2 separate regions of the Mus musculus genome follow, and region 2 is linked to region 1. Evidence: chromatin contacts called from public Micro-C data. All regions are on one chromosome and are shown on one strand. Each heading gives the region's core, a stretch centred on a gene start, on an enhancer-like site or on the middle of the called end of the contact. The rest is flanking DNA. Distances are from core to core; before and after follow the strand shown.

Region 1 (7,387 bases), core at 3,332-5,831:
TTATTTATATGACTTGCTTTGTGTAATTTTTTTTATGTCTATGAGTACACTGTAGCTGTCTTCAGACACACCAGAAGAGGGCATCGGATCCCAGTACAGATGGTTGTGAGCCACCACGTGGGTGGGTGCTGGGATTTGAACTCAGGACCTCTGGAAGAACAGCCAGTGCTCTTAACCACTGAGCCATCTCTCCAGCCCCCAACTACTTGCTTCTTGTACGACTGGCCAAGAGACACTGTTGACACAAGCAGTGCTGGTAGAATTTTTTTCCGTTCTGATTTGTGGAAGAGTCTCTTTGCCACCTCTCCTTTAGAAACCAGGTTGTTTTGTGGGAAGAAAAAAAAGTTTTCTGTTCCTAATCCATCATATTCTTATTGGTTAATGATTTTCACTGAACACTAACACTCTCTGTATGTGTTGAGCACAGTGTTCTTAACTGCATGTGTAATGCCATGGGACCATGTCTGCACCGTGACTCGGGTTCCGGTTTTACTGGCCTCCCTTCTCCGTTAGCTAGCCATTCAACTGGGAAGGCCATGCTCATAAGCCGCGCTTGGAACCAATGCCTCCATACAAATCTCCATGCTTGTGATGGCTGATCTTGGTTGTCAAGCTGTCTGCATCCAGAATCAACTATAACCCAAGCAACTGGGCACAGCTGTGAGCATTTTCTTGCTTGGATTTGAGATCTGAAGATTCACTGTAAATCTAGGCCACATTTGGCGGCAGCCCACGTAAAAGGACCTCGAAGAAGGAAGCTTTTGCTTTTTGCCAGTTTAGTCTCACTCTTGCTAGCAAGTTCATCTATCCTGTTACTGAAGCATTTCTTTGCCGCTATCAGAGCCTTCTTCCTAGACGCTTTCTAGAATGTACCTGGGATTCCAGTATCAGATTGGGACTATAAAGATATGCAGTCTCATGTACTGAGCAACTACTAGATCCTTGGCCTTGTGGTTGGGAGACATCGATTTTTTGACTTCTCAGACTACAGTCTATAAACCATTTTAGTAAATCCCTTTTTAAATATATATATATATATGTATATATATATATATATATATATATTTACACAAACATATCTCCCTTCCTCCCTCCCTCCTTCCCTCCCTCTAAATTATGTTCCTTTAGAGAACCCTGACTAAGACAATGCTCACATAATCACACGGAGACAGATGAGCACCAACAAGAAATTTCGGTTCAATAGGAGACTACATCCCCTTCTTCTTCTTCTTTCTGCTCAACAAAAACCTTAGAGAAATCCATCCCAGACTAACAGGTGCTTCTCTAATTAATTCTTTTAATTATGAATCCCTCAGTGAAGATGAAGACATCCTATTCTCTGGCTGCTTTTGGGTAATGAAATAATGCTTCTTATGAGCCAAGGTTCTGTAATGTATTTTTTATTCCATACCTGCAAAGGTGCTAGGATGTTGGCAGGCATATGATGGACAGCTAGCAAATACTCTTTGACCTTACCTAATAGATTGTATTGGGAACAACCACAGACTGCCATCTCTTTAGGTAAGGGTCGGGCACTATTGAAACGGTGACCTGAGGCTTTCATGTACGTCACAGATGGCCAGGGAGTAAGAAATACGTGGAAACAGCATGATCAGAAGGAGCCAGGTCTGGTAATACGGCAGTAAAGCAGGAAGGGAGAAGAAAGAGAGAGCAGGGAGAGCTGAAGAGAGAAAGAGGGGTCGAACCGCATCAGTAGTATTAAAAGGAACAATCTAGAGCTAATGAGTACAGCTAAGTGGGAGAGTGCTTGCCTCTGGCATGCATAAGATTCAATCCCTTGGTTGGGAGGAAGATAAGTGCAGAGATAGTTTTAAAGAAGACCTGAAGGGAAATTAGCAAATCATTGAGCCAGTGAGGTGGCTCAGCAGGTAAAGATACCTATAGACAAGCCTGATAACCTGAGTCAGAGCCCCAGGACCCACACGGTGGAAGAAGAGAACCCACTCCACCCTTCCTCTGACCATAGTCATGCTATGGCATGCACAAGCACACGTGAAATAGTAGCATGTGAATTTAAAAAAAAAAAAAGAACTTATCTCTGATTTGTGGACAGTGATGTAATGGCTGCATGGGAAGACGGCCAGGCCCATCGGTAAGCCACAGTGGGGACACAGGGTGGGGGAACGAGTGGTTGTGGGCAAGGTTTTTGGCTCTGTGTTGTTTGATGCAGGGTCTCACTATGGAGTCCTAGCTGGCCTGAAACTTATTATGGAGACCAGGCTGGTCCCTCAGACTCACAGGGATCCTCCTGCCCTTGCCTCTTGAACACTGGGATTACAGGGGTGATCTACTACTCCTGAGTGAGTGGAAACAGGTTTTTTTAAATGTTCCAGATGACATGTAAATGGTGATTTGGCTATACCACCCCTAGATAGGTAAGCTAACTGTATAAGCGGCACTTAAGCAAGCTATTTTTTTTTTCTTTCTATTCTAAGGTATAGTATCACCCTTAACAGTTCCTTCAATGACAAAGAGAAAAACTCCTTGCATAATCTTAACCATGTATCAGAGTCCTGAGGATATCAAAACATCTTAATGCTTTTTGCCTAGCACTTAGCATCAAAGCCGGCTGTTTCTTCAGATCAGTAAGAAAAGAACTTGACTACACCTGTGTATGGATGGCTGAACTTCACTTACTCTGATTCTGACCCCCTGGCACGGAGCTGGCAGGAGTTTGGAGATTTGGAGCTCGCCCTTGCTTCAGAGAGTGACAGGAAGCAACAATAGCAAGTAACTTTCAATCCATGAGTTCTGATCGGTCATGACTTGAAAGCTTGGTTCTTTTATTATTTATCACTCATTAAATGCCCTGGCTTTCCTTTATTAAATGTTAAATCATCTTAAGTGGCGTGGTTCTTGCTATTTGAAATGGCAAAGCGAGAAGAGAAAGTGGCCCATTTCCTTGTTAATGTGGCATTCACACAGAACACAGTGAGTGCAGTCGACAGGTCAACTGGCTGCTGACGGGGACTCTGTGCAATTACTCATAACACAAGAGCCATGATTAGGGAGGAAATGTCTCCTTACAGCATCATGTAAGGAATTCTATTCCCCTCAAGGCAGGGTGGGTGTGGGCATCAGGGAAGGCTCTGCTCCAATGCGCTCTCTGTGTCCCTCTTTCACGCCATGTCAGGAGCTTTCCAAGGGACCCAATCACCCTTTGGTGCATGCTCCTGCTTGACTCCTGCACCGGCAGTTGTTCAAAGACTGAAGACAGCGGTATTAAGACTGGCTGATCAAAATAAAATCCCACTGAGATCCACATTGCAGGGATCTACTCAACTATAAGTCTGAGCTTATTGTTCCTCTATTTTTAAAATCAAGCTGGATATCTTCTGCATAAAAAAAATGCATCTTCTCTTTGATTTCAACCCCTAAAGGTCATCTTTACTTAGCAAGATGGCAGCCTCTATGGGGGTGGGCTGTACCACGAATGACCTGGCTATTACTGCATCCTTGGCACTTTGCAGATAGACAACATCTGGCAGGCCCTTACCATTCACCAACAGAATGAATGGAGTCCTGTCATGAAGCCTATTTCATTGTGAAAAGATTTTCTTTATACCCAGAAGGCAGCTGTACCATATCATAAAGACAATATCATAAAGACAAATAAAATTATTTCCTCTTACTCTCTCTCGGAGGCTTCGAAGTATCTGAATTTTCGGGCATTTTTTAGGTCCTGATGAAATATCCAGCCAGTTTTCAAAGCTCCCAGCATGTGTGCAATCCCCTTGAAAAGTGCACCTATAAAACAAAACAAACAAAAGACACCAACTGATAAATTGTCACACACACACATTAATTACAGCTTTCTCATGATCAGTAGTACAAAGCACTTTGTATGGTAGGCTATTGATTTTGAATGAGAAAAGGGATTTGATATTAAACTCATGAAAAGCAACAAAGAAATAGCAGAGGTGTGTGTGTGTGTGTGTGTGTGTGTGTGTGTGTGTGTGTTTCATCAGGTTTAGGGACAGAGGACAAATGTTGACAACATGTTGAACTTCAGCTTCTAGGCTATCACCCAAGATGACATCATCAAATACTTCAAATGGAAGGATACTCTTCCATGAATTCTAAAATAAAGAGTGCCTGTGGAGAAATTCCGCTTAAGACCAGCCCAGAAAAGGTTTATATTTTGAATATATTTTAGGCTTGCAATACATTAACCAGAATACCAACCTATTGAGTGAGATTCATTTTGTGCTCAAAAGAAATAATAAAGCTACTGTTTTGAGCTTTGCAACATGATGATTAAATGAAAATATTTCAAGGGCAGAGTCTGCCCAAGAATATGATAAGACATTCTGTAACCATCTGCTCCAGAACATTTATTTAGACAGATACCAAATTATATCAAAAGATACGAGCAAAATATTTTGCAAGGCCACTCTCCCAGGTCAGCCAGCTCAGGAGATGCCCCAAATAAATCTTAAGCTGTGGCCAGGGCCAGGTCCTTTGATGAATAGATGCTCTCACACTGCAATCACTGGCTTCCTTGATGCGCGGGTCACTCCGGGTCACTTTTAACTTCCCAGATGGGCCACCAACCCAATGAGGGGAGTGAACACCAAGTGCAACCCTATCGCCAAGTGACACAGCACCATGCAGACAGTCCAACGAGTAACATGGAGTAGCTTGAGAAACCACACCCCTTCCAGGCAAAGATTAAAATGAAGGTGAGCCTGAGCAAACAACTGTGGAGTTTTAAAAGAAAACTAAGAACTCCTAGTTCATGAGATTCCAACACATTTAAATGGTGACAGCAATCACTGAGGGGCAGCACAGTTATGAAAGGGCCCAAACGATACATTGACTTCAAAAGATTTTATTTCTTCTTCCTCTGTTTTTTTCATTATTTATTTTACTTTACATCCTGATCACAGCCCTCCTCTTCTCCCAGTCCCACCCTCCCACCCCTCCCCCAACTCCCCCTTCCCTTCAGCCTCCATGGCTATCAGCCCAACCTGGCACATCAAATTGCAATAGGACTAGGTGCATCCTCTCCCACTGAGGCCAGACAAGACAGCCCTGAAAGGTGAAGGGAGCCAAAGGCAGGGAACAGGGTCAGAGACAGTCAGTCCTTGTTCCGAGTGTTATGGGACCCACATGAAGACCAAGCTGTACATCTGCTACATATGTATAGGGGTCGTAGGTATAGCCCCTGCATGCTCTTTGGTTGGTGGCTTAGTCCTGGGGAGCTCCCGTGGGCCCAGGTTAATTTATTCTGTATGTATTCTTGTGGTGTGCTTGACCCCTCCAGCTCCCTCAACCCAACCTCTCTCTTCCTCTTCCTCAAGACTCCCCAATCTTTGCCTAAAGTTTGGCTATGGGTCTCTTTATCTGTTTCCATCACGTGTTGGGTGAAGCCTCTCAGAGGCTAGTTATGCTAGGCTTCTGTCTGCAAGCTTAGCAGAACATCATTTCTAGTGTTAGGAATTGGTTTTTGCCCATGGGATGAGTCAAGTTGGGCCAGCCACTGGTTGGCCATCCCCCCAGTCTCTGCTCTATCTTTATCCCCAGATATCTTGTAATCAGGGTCGAAGGTTTTATGGGTAGGGTTGGTGTCCCCCTCCCTCCCCTGGAAGCCCTACCTATCATCTCTCTCTTATTCTTAACAATTTAGTCTTATGGCTTTTCTTTGAGTTTTGTGCTCATTTGGATATGACAAATATAGAATGGGAAGTTGGTAAGTTTTTCTAGCCGCCATTCCCAAGTCCCCTTAGCTTGTCACCCACCAGGGAACTGGGCTCCCCAGGAGCACATATGTGTCTCAACCCTTCCTACATCTGGGTTAGCCCTTCTCCAACTTCATAACCAAAGGGATTTTCATTAGTGATTCTCCAAGGCCATAAATCTATCTGACCCATAATGGCTCACTCGTCCGTCACAGACATTAAGTTCAAATTAGACCTCTCTCAATGTCAGAGGGAGTTTGCCAGCATGGCAGCTCTGGAGTACAGAGAATGACAAGGCTGGTGCCTTATTTGTATCTGAAAAAGTTCATGACTCAAAACTCCCTGTCTCTCCTGGGCCCTCTGGCTTGTACCAAGGCACTTCCTCTGCATAGGAGAAAGAAGGGGAGAAAAATTAAGCCAATTCTACAGTGACTGGAGTACAAATATTTTTGCAGGCTCTTAATGCTGACTGGGAGTCAAGGCCTAAGGCTGCCAAAAAAGCAAGTGTAAAATATTTCATACAAATAGTGCTACAATTTGCCAATTTGTAGGCAGAAAAACCAGTCATGCTACAAAGTTATCACTCCCTTCTCTGAACTATAGCATTTCTTGTCGGAACCACACATTTTGGTATTTAATCATATGCTGTCTTGAATTACAACTTAACTGTTTCACATGGCCATGCCATTTCTCCCCGAGAAAGCACTAAGCCCCTGGAAGGGAGGGAGAACATCTTGATGTTTCTTTAGCAAATCCCTCAGCGTCTGCCAGCACGAGATGCAAATACTAGGGTTTCGATAAATATTTTTGAGTGAATGGATGAAATATGAAATCTCTATAGGACCGTTCTGCTGGTGAATTTTCTTTCTAGAGCTTTGATTTATGCTTGACTCCTCTTTCAGGCAACGAGACTGATTTTCACATAAGCCAAAAGTTTGGAGCTGAAGATCAAATTAGGAGTTAAGGTTAGTTTACTTATTTATTTATTTTTGAAAAGGAAAATGAAAGAACATATATACTGGACTGTTCATTTACTCTCCCCCTAGAAACAACAACTAACTGGGTTGCACATCTAAATATGAATTCTTTGTTTGTATAAGAAAGCCAAATCTGAATTTTTTTCTAACTCTCATTCTTTGCCCTTCACCAGTTTAAAACAATAAAAATGAAAGAATAAAAAAGCAAACCACAACACCAAGTATGTATAACCAGATGGTCAACCAACAACAGTATCTTATTACTTCTCAAATATTGCAGATTGTAAAATCTCGACAGCACATTACCCACACATTCGCATTTCTCAAGGAGGGGGAGCAGAGCTCAGCGCTTCCACATCTTAGTAAACAAAACCAGGGGGTTTGGGATGATTTCTGTTGAAACAAATCGTTCTTATTCTTGTGGACCCATCAAGGAAATGGCCAAATGGATAAATTCTCAAGCCATTCCCGGAATGACATGAAAATATCATTCCACTTGGCGATTGATGAGCCACTTGACCACTCGATGGGCAGGTTCTCCTTCTCCAGTTTCTGTCTCCATCCTCCACAGGGTCTCATGTAGACCAAGGTGGCCTCAAAATCACAATGTAGGAGGGCAAAGATGGCTTCAAGTGTCTCATCCTTCTGCCTCCACCTCCCAAGGGCTAGGATTACAAGCAAGCTCTCTTGTCAGCCAAATTCCTAGAT
Region 2 (7,387 bases), core at 2,524-5,023, 61 kb after region 1:
CCCATTAAACAGGGTTGCAACCTGCTATTGTCTCTTTGCTGGCACAGTCGGTGGCATCCAGCATAGCTCACAGGCTCACACAAGCAGGCCATCAAACAAGTATTTGTTGAGTTAAGTATCTTATCTGCCTATTTAATTGGTTAGCAAATTGTGGCCTTTTTTCATCAAAACTACCACCTATTTTTTTTTCATTCAAATGTTCTTAAAATGCAATCCCATTAAAGCTTTTTAATGCATTCCAGGAGCAGAGAGTTTACTTAAATGAAAAGAGAGAGAAAAGAAAAGAAAAGAAAAGAAAAGAAAAGAAAAGGAAAGAAAAGGCAAACTCCCAGCTCCCACCTGTGCAGCCAAGGAAAGCTATTGTTTGAACCTGAGTATATCATTTAACTTGGATGACAAGCTCAGAGGGTAGAGACCCCATCTTTCAGAACACACAGCTCTGGGCGCCCTGGGAGTTCTCAATAAATAACAGGAGCAAGAAGCACTGTACAGGGACCTGTTTAATTAATTATTTATTTTCCCCCCTATTCCAGATTTTTGGCAGCCTGTGTTTATCCCTTGCTTGATTTCCAAGGGGCAGCTCTCTCTCAGGAAGAAGGATAAACAGCTCTAGACTAATCCTGCCCCTCCCCATCCCGATGCAAGTAGGAACACCTGATTGAGCCAAAAACTGGCTTTTGAGTGTATTCAGGATGCATGCTGGGTTTGGAAGGAAACCGAGTCCTCCAGTACCCACTAGGTAGATGCAGTCAAGAGAAATGTTTTGGCTCTGCACATCGACACAGCTGTCAGATGGCAAAGCTTGGACTTCCGTGGTAGTTACCTGCTGTGGGCCTCTGAGCTGTTGCTGTTAACCCCACAGACAAACTGCCTAACACTTAAAGTAAAATGGGGGCGCGTGGAGCGTGGGGGGGGGCAGGGGAGGTTTCAAGTCTTTCAACAGAGAAGTAAAAAAAAAAAGGCAGTGATTTACCAAACTTTAGCGATTAGATTATGAAGATATATAAAGGAAGATATTAAATATTAAGTTGTATGCTTACAGCAAGGCTAAACCATTGGGGGGGGGGGTACAACCTGTGCTCTTTGTGTATTTGCTAATGTATACTAGTAGTGAAATTAAATGGCTATGTGCTTGCCCTAGCAGAGAAGGAGCGAGTGACCGGAAGCCTTTTTTTTTCTCCATGAATAATAAGACTAATATTTGGTAAGGTGTGCTTTGCAGGGCGGGAGGGGAGTGCCTTTCTACCCGCATATCAATATACCTTAGGGGAAATGTTTCAAGGCACCCTGGTACACAATAAACGTACATGCAACAGTTCTCCACTCCAAGACTCCCCACCACTACCACCCGCCTTCCTCCTCGGATTCATTTTACAGCAAAACAATAGCAACTCCTGTAGCCCTCCGTTTCTGCTCTTTGAATCCTGTCCAGTGATTAAGGAGGCTCTCAGCAGGCTTCACTCTCAGGAGCCATATGCAGAGTTACTTGCCAGAAGCCTTGGGAGGGCAAAGGCCTCTGCAGAAGTACACAAAGCCTCCGTAATCCCCATCAGCGAGACCCTCTTGAACTGTCGCTTCATTTTCCGGTCAAAGAACTGTCAATCTCGAGATTTCAAGCTGTGGCTGCCCTGTGAGCCCTGAGGGGAAGACCTGTGTCTTTTGCCTGGTTTAGGCACAGCTCAAGGGTGGTGCCAGAGAGCCCCGCAATCTAGTCTGGAAATCTGCAGCCCAGAAACTGCCTGGAGCACCCCAACACTTTCCAAACCGCCCCCCCCCCCACACACACACCCGGTTCTCCTTTTCAGGGCGAGGCTTTGTACACCATAAGCTGCCTCCTAGGGTTCTCTCCACCAGGTTGAGACCACAGCCACCCTTGGCTAGCCACAGCCCCGCCCCCTCGCGCTGGTTCAGGCTGGGCGGTCTGCGAGCGGCTTTTGCACCATAGCATTTATTTACCAGTGCGGAGCAGGCCACAACTCTACAGACCACATCACATAGGTTGCAGCCAGAGATTGGAAGGTGGGGTGGGTGGAGGGGGGGGGCACAAAGGCCGGGGTGTGGCGGCGAGTCTTTTAGGTTCGATAGCTTTTTCTGTAAGGGCATTAGTAACTGTTAGCTCAAAGGGTCAAGCCCACATGTCCACTGAGACTCTGGTCTGGAGAAGCGGTTAGGAACAGAGGATAGCCCGGGCCCGGGGGGTTGGGGGGAGCTCAGTCCTAAACAAGCGCCCGCATTTGTACTAAAAAGATGAGAGGCAGCCACTAGAGTTTTGAACCTCCCTCCAATCCTCCCCGCTACCCCGTCACCCTTTCTACACGCTCCCTTTGGGGACCCCAGACTGTGCTTTAGAGTAGCCTGCAATCTCGGCCAGTCGGTGGTGTAGTGAACCTGAGACTTGGTAAGTGTCACCCAAGACTCCATCTGAACCCCGGGGGCTGGACTTACGCAGTTGTGCTCAGTCGCTTGAAAGTCCCAGCTGCAGCTCCTGGCGTGCGCCTGGATCTCACTCATCCTGAAGAGGCAGAGAGCCGTGGTGGCGGGGGAGCGCCTCTCCTGGCCCTCTCCAGTGGCCGCGCTGAACACGCCGGCCCAGATGTCCACAGCCTCCACCAGGCTGGAGGAAAGCAGTAGGCGGCGGCCCTCAGGGTGGCCGTGGTCGCAGTCGAGGGCAGCCTGGCCCTGGAACAGCACCTCTGTGCTCTGCGCGATGCGCGCCATGCTGGGCCAGCCGGTGGCAGCGCCACTCGTGTAGTTGTAGGGATAGTAGGGGAAGTAGACACTGCCGTTCCAGAGAAAGGCGTCCACGAAGTGCAGGCTGCCCGCACTACCGCGCAGTTTCAGGCGGCCCAGCTCCTGCGTGGCCAGACTGCGCCCCTCCGTGTTCTTGAGCGCGATAGCCGTGTCGCGATCGGATGCTGCGGGGTTGCAGCGGTTCGCGGTCTCCGGCTCCGGCAGCACATAGGTGGCGGCCACCGCCAGGTACCAGAGGTCGGTGCCACTCGCGCGGTACACCACACCAGCCGTCGAACCCTGCGGGTGACATGACACCACCTCGGTGCCGTTGCGCAGGGAGCTGCGGTTCAGGTTGCCCAGGGGCCGCACCTCGCAGGCGCCCCGGTCGAAGGTCCAGCCGGTGAGCAGCAGCCCCTCGAGGCCGGTCGCCCCCTCGCGGTAGGGCAGCAGTAGCTTGCTGAAGCTGCTCCCGGGCCGGGGCCGCGCGGGGGGCGCCAACGAGACGGGCTCCGTGCAGTTGCCCGCTTGGTCCCGGTATAGGCGAGAGAGCCTGTTCTTCAGGCTGTAGTCCAGCTGGTCCAGGCAGCTGCCGCTCGCCACGAACACGCCGTCCGCCCGGCTCGCCGCGATGGCTCCGATGGCTTGCTCAGATCGCCACACCGGCTCGTCCGCGCCCCGGGCGGGCGCTGCCAGCGCCAGCAGATAGGCGATCAGGGGCAACGGTGCGGCGGGGTACGGGGGGCGCGGCGGCGTCTTCCTCCGGGAGACCTCCATGGGGCTAGGGGGGCCGCCCCCGGGCAGGGCGCGCGGCAGCTCGGGCAGCTCAGGCGCGCGGCGACGGAGACGCGGGCGGCGGTGGCGGCGGCGGCGGCTCCTGCGCGCGCTCGGGCTCCCGCGGCCGCCCCATCCCCGCGGCTCGGCCGGGAAGGAGTGCAGGGAGGACGGCGCGCGGCGGGCTCGCTCCGGCAGCCTGTGCCGCGGCGGCAAGCCCTGCGCGCTCCGGAGACGCTTCCTCCTCGTCCGCCTTCGCCGGAGAGTTCCTCTGTGCGGCGCGGGCGCTCGCGGGGAGGCGCGGAGGGGAAGGGAGGGGACGGGCGGAGGGGAGCGAGGCGGGCGGGGAGGGCTGGAGAGGTTGGGTGCGCTTGTGCGTTTCACTTTCCCATTGTGAAAGTGGGATGCAACTGGCCCCTTCCTCATCCTCTTCCTCCTCCGCCCTCCGCCTCTCGCCCGCCCTCCCTCCACGCCCATCTCCCCTCCCTTCTTGATTCGGTGAGATCGGGAGGAGGGAGGTCTCGTAATTTGGGTTACTGTGTAGGTGGCCTCTTTCATCTATTCATAACAAAGCTGAGCCGCCTGCCGCGGCCGCCGCGGCTGCCACCATCGCCCCTTGCTCGCCCCGGGTTCCCCCGGCGCCGGAACCGCGCACCGAGCTGGCTCCCGCGCTCCCCAGCCCGCGGGGCTGCTCCAACGCCCGGGTTTTGTTTACGAGAGCAGCCCCGGGCAAACGCGAGGCTCGCGGAGCCAGGACCCAGGGTCGAACGGGTTGCGGCGGAGGCCCAGGGCTTGAGCCCCTGGGAGGCTGCCAGGGCGGCTGACAGGTGTGGAGCGGCGGGAGGGGGGCCTGAGAGATGCGCCAGGGGGCTGGGGCCAAGCGGGAGGCGGCTGAGGGGGACCAAGACGCCCCTGTGACCGGGGGTGGGTTTCCCTCGGTCAGAGTGAGGTAGGAGAAAGGCGCCACACTCTCGTTGTGGACAATCCCTCGGGCCAGAGCTCTCATATTTGAAAAGGCTCCCTGGTCTCCCTTGGCAACGGAGTCCCAGGCTCTCAGATATAGCACTTAGAAAGTTCTGCTCACTATCTAACCCTAGTGACAAAAGCTAACATTTATTGAGAACTTGCTCCGTTCTGGGCATAGTTCTAAATGCACCATGTAGATTTTGATTCACTTGATGCTTGGGACAAACAGTATTAATTAGTGACTTGTATCAACCCTACTCGGCTTTTGAGAAAGGTCTTGGAGAAGCTATGGAACCTGCCCGGGTACAGCTGTTAGCAAATAGCACAGCAGAGATTCGAATCCACACCTCACACCGGAGCCTCTTACAGGTTTCTTGCTAGTCCAGTGCCACCTGTGGCCACTAAACTACACTCCCCAGAGAATAAAGGCAAAGGTACATTGGGCTCAGCAGCCAGGGCTCGCATCTCAAGAGTCCGGAGCTCTCTTATGTTTCTAGAGGGGCTCCCTCCACCACTTCATCCAGGTAGCAACTGTCAGCTGGGGTGCTCCCCCCTTCCCCCACCTCGCAAGCCACCGAGAATTTCTGGAACAGAAAGATCACTGTGCTCTGGGGAGCAGGCAAGCTCATGTTTTCTCAGAAGTGGGCTTCCCAGAGGCAAGCCTTGGTGCCTTCAACTCTGTGGTGAATGGAGAGGGAGCTAAAGACCCGTATGGGTCCTTAAGAAATGATCTGCATTCTTCCTAGATCTTCCTAGGACTGCAACTGGTTGCTGTGTGATCTTCTCTTCTTAGCTCCAAGTCAGCCAAGCTCTGGATAGGAATCTGTATTGTTTTTTAAGGGGGCTCTGAATGAGCTTCCTCACAGGTCACCTGCTGCAGGTTTTACACTTCCACAGAACTGCTTAGATCTGTTCCTCCCGCTGCTGAGATGGGAGCTTCGAAAGGCAGAAGGGAGGAGAAGGAACTGGGCAAGAAGCTTGAAAGTCTAATCTAGATGTACAGTACAGTATTAGGGGGTGGGTGTAGCTCAGCCAGGCCTTGACTTCCATTCTCTCTGCTGTACACACACACACACACACACACACACACACACACACACACACACTATTCCTTCAGCAGTGGCTTTTAAAAGATGGTCCGTGGCCATCTTTCCATGTGCAACCTCCTCTTTGGGGACTGGCTATCCTTGTTTCTCTCTGCTGATGGGCAGTGCCGATGCTCTCAGATGTTAGCTGGAGGTCACCTCTTCTGTAGTGTCAGAAAGTAGAGGAGAGAAAAAAGAAGCAGGGAATGTAGGTCTAGGTTGATGTTAATATGGACCTCTTAAGTGAAGCAAATCAAGTGGCTTACTTGCTTAAAAAAAATACCCCCCTCAACTCATTCTCCACCACTTGGAATATTTTAAGAATTTTTTTTGCATCACTCAAATCCGAAAATAAATAAATAAATAAATAAATAAATAAATAAATAAATAAATAGCAAAATAATTCCTCTCCAACATAGGGCATACATGCATCAGTCTCCTATAGTCACTGTGGCTGACTCACAGATGGGCTGTGGCAGTGTTATGGGCCAAGAAGCAGCATTCAATTCCATTTTGGAGATAGCCTTACTTCGCTGGTAAGCAAGCCATTTCCCTAAACCCCACAGAGTTGCTACAGTCAGTCACAGAGCATCTTGGAAGCTATTTGGATTAAACATACTCCATGGTGTGGCACGTTGCTCACTGCTCAATTCTTTGCTGCTGCATTTTGAAAAAGAAGAAACAACATCCTACAAAAATTACCAGCAAGGTGTGGAAAGGGTTCTGATGGTCCCTGCATCTCCTTAGTTTGCTGAGACCATAAGCCCTATTCCGGCAAGCAGGCTTTCTCTCTCTCCTCCTGTTTAATTGCGTGCAGACTCCCATAGTGGAAGAAACCCGAATCCATGCTAACTTTTGGGCATGAAAAATGTAGGCGATTAAGAAACCTGGAAACAGGTTCTTCACTGGTCCTGCCCCATTTTGAGCAAACGTCTTTGCCCCTTCCCAATTTTCTCCTGTACTAAAGCTCCACCTTCAGGACGCACATTCACATTTGAAAAGTGTGGGAAATATGAACAACTCTATATAAATATTTAGGCATAGGGTCTGTATTTCTTTAAAGGCCTTCTCTTAGACACACCCATCTGGCGGAGGGTCCATAGCTCACTCATCCCTCACCAATTGACTGAACCCATCCATCTTGTTGGGTGTCCCTTATGACACATTTCAGAACTTCTTGTAACACAAATGGCTGAAAACCAAACAAAAGAAGGTGATACAGATCTGTCCTCCAGACAGACCTGCTACCACGGAAACGGGCCGTTCAGATGGGTTCTGAGCAGTTGTACGCACAGCCTTTGCTAGCTGGAAAAGTCTCCATAATGAGAAAATATCCACTCCCTCAGGCACTGGAGGCAATCTGGGTTAACCAAGCCATCTACAATCAGACTCATTTCTGCTGGACAGGGCTTTATAGATTCTGTGGTTTCCTGCTGGGACTTGGGACGTTAAGAACGGCTGTTCAGTAGGCAATTGGTCACAGTCACAAGATGGTTATCATTCACATTTCACTCTTCTGTTTTGCTTTTTTTTTTTTTTTTTAACTGACCATACTTTAAAGGGCTGATTGGGTTGATGGGAGCCAGAAGCAACTAAGAATGTTAGTTCTAGTGGTCAAGAGATCCTTTACACACCCTTTCTTTGTAGCTACGATGACACCTTGCCCAATTCCACAGAGATCACATCTGTTTTGGCCTCCTGGAATTTCAGACAGGCCACCTTGCCTCTCCACAACTCTGCTCATATCTATGTGGTCTTCGGGCTGAAAACCTTATCAAAGTTTCTGGTCCCTTTTGGTGACTGACAGGAAAATGAATTGAGCCAGCTTCCTT

Evidence for each region. A called contact is a pair of places that touch in the nucleus more often than the background predicts.
Region 2: a Micro-C map of granulosa cells shows a contact between it and region 1, with 3 times the contacts expected there. The contact joins the promoter of Plxnc1 here to the enhancer-like site in region 1. A contact is called at or near these places in 2 of 39 promoter capture datasets (hippocampal neurons and neutrophils), 11 of 484 Hi-C or Micro-C datasets (B cells, the CH12 cell line, the G1E-ER4 cell line and 7 more), 8 of 115 datasets of contacts at active chromatin or transcription factors (CD8 T cells, PVALB interneurons, bone marrow-derived dendritic cells and 4 more) and 4 of 9 other capture datasets (adipose tissue, embryonic stem cells, liver and 1 more).

Annotation. Positions count from the first base shown.
Region 1 is chr10:94,878,865-94,886,251 of GRCm38.p6, forward strand. It overlaps Plxnc1 (plexin C1), which reads right to left. Exons shown (of 31, transcript NM_018797.3): 5 at 3,654-3,768. Among named protein-coding and RNA genes, the nearest start is that of Plxnc1, 62 kb to the right of the region's middle. Within about 2 kb of position 4,582, at least 4 of the 459 cell types and tissues checked have an H3K27ac peak or open chromatin away from gene starts, as enhancers often do. A contact at or near this core is called in Sertoli cells and granulosa cells, where this site is marked.
Region 2 is chr10:94,941,072-94,948,458 of GRCm38.p6, forward strand. Plxnc1 (plexin C1) reads right to left here and starts at 3,774. Exons shown (of 31, transcript NM_018797.3): 1 at 2,446-3,774. The coding sequence starts at 3,507.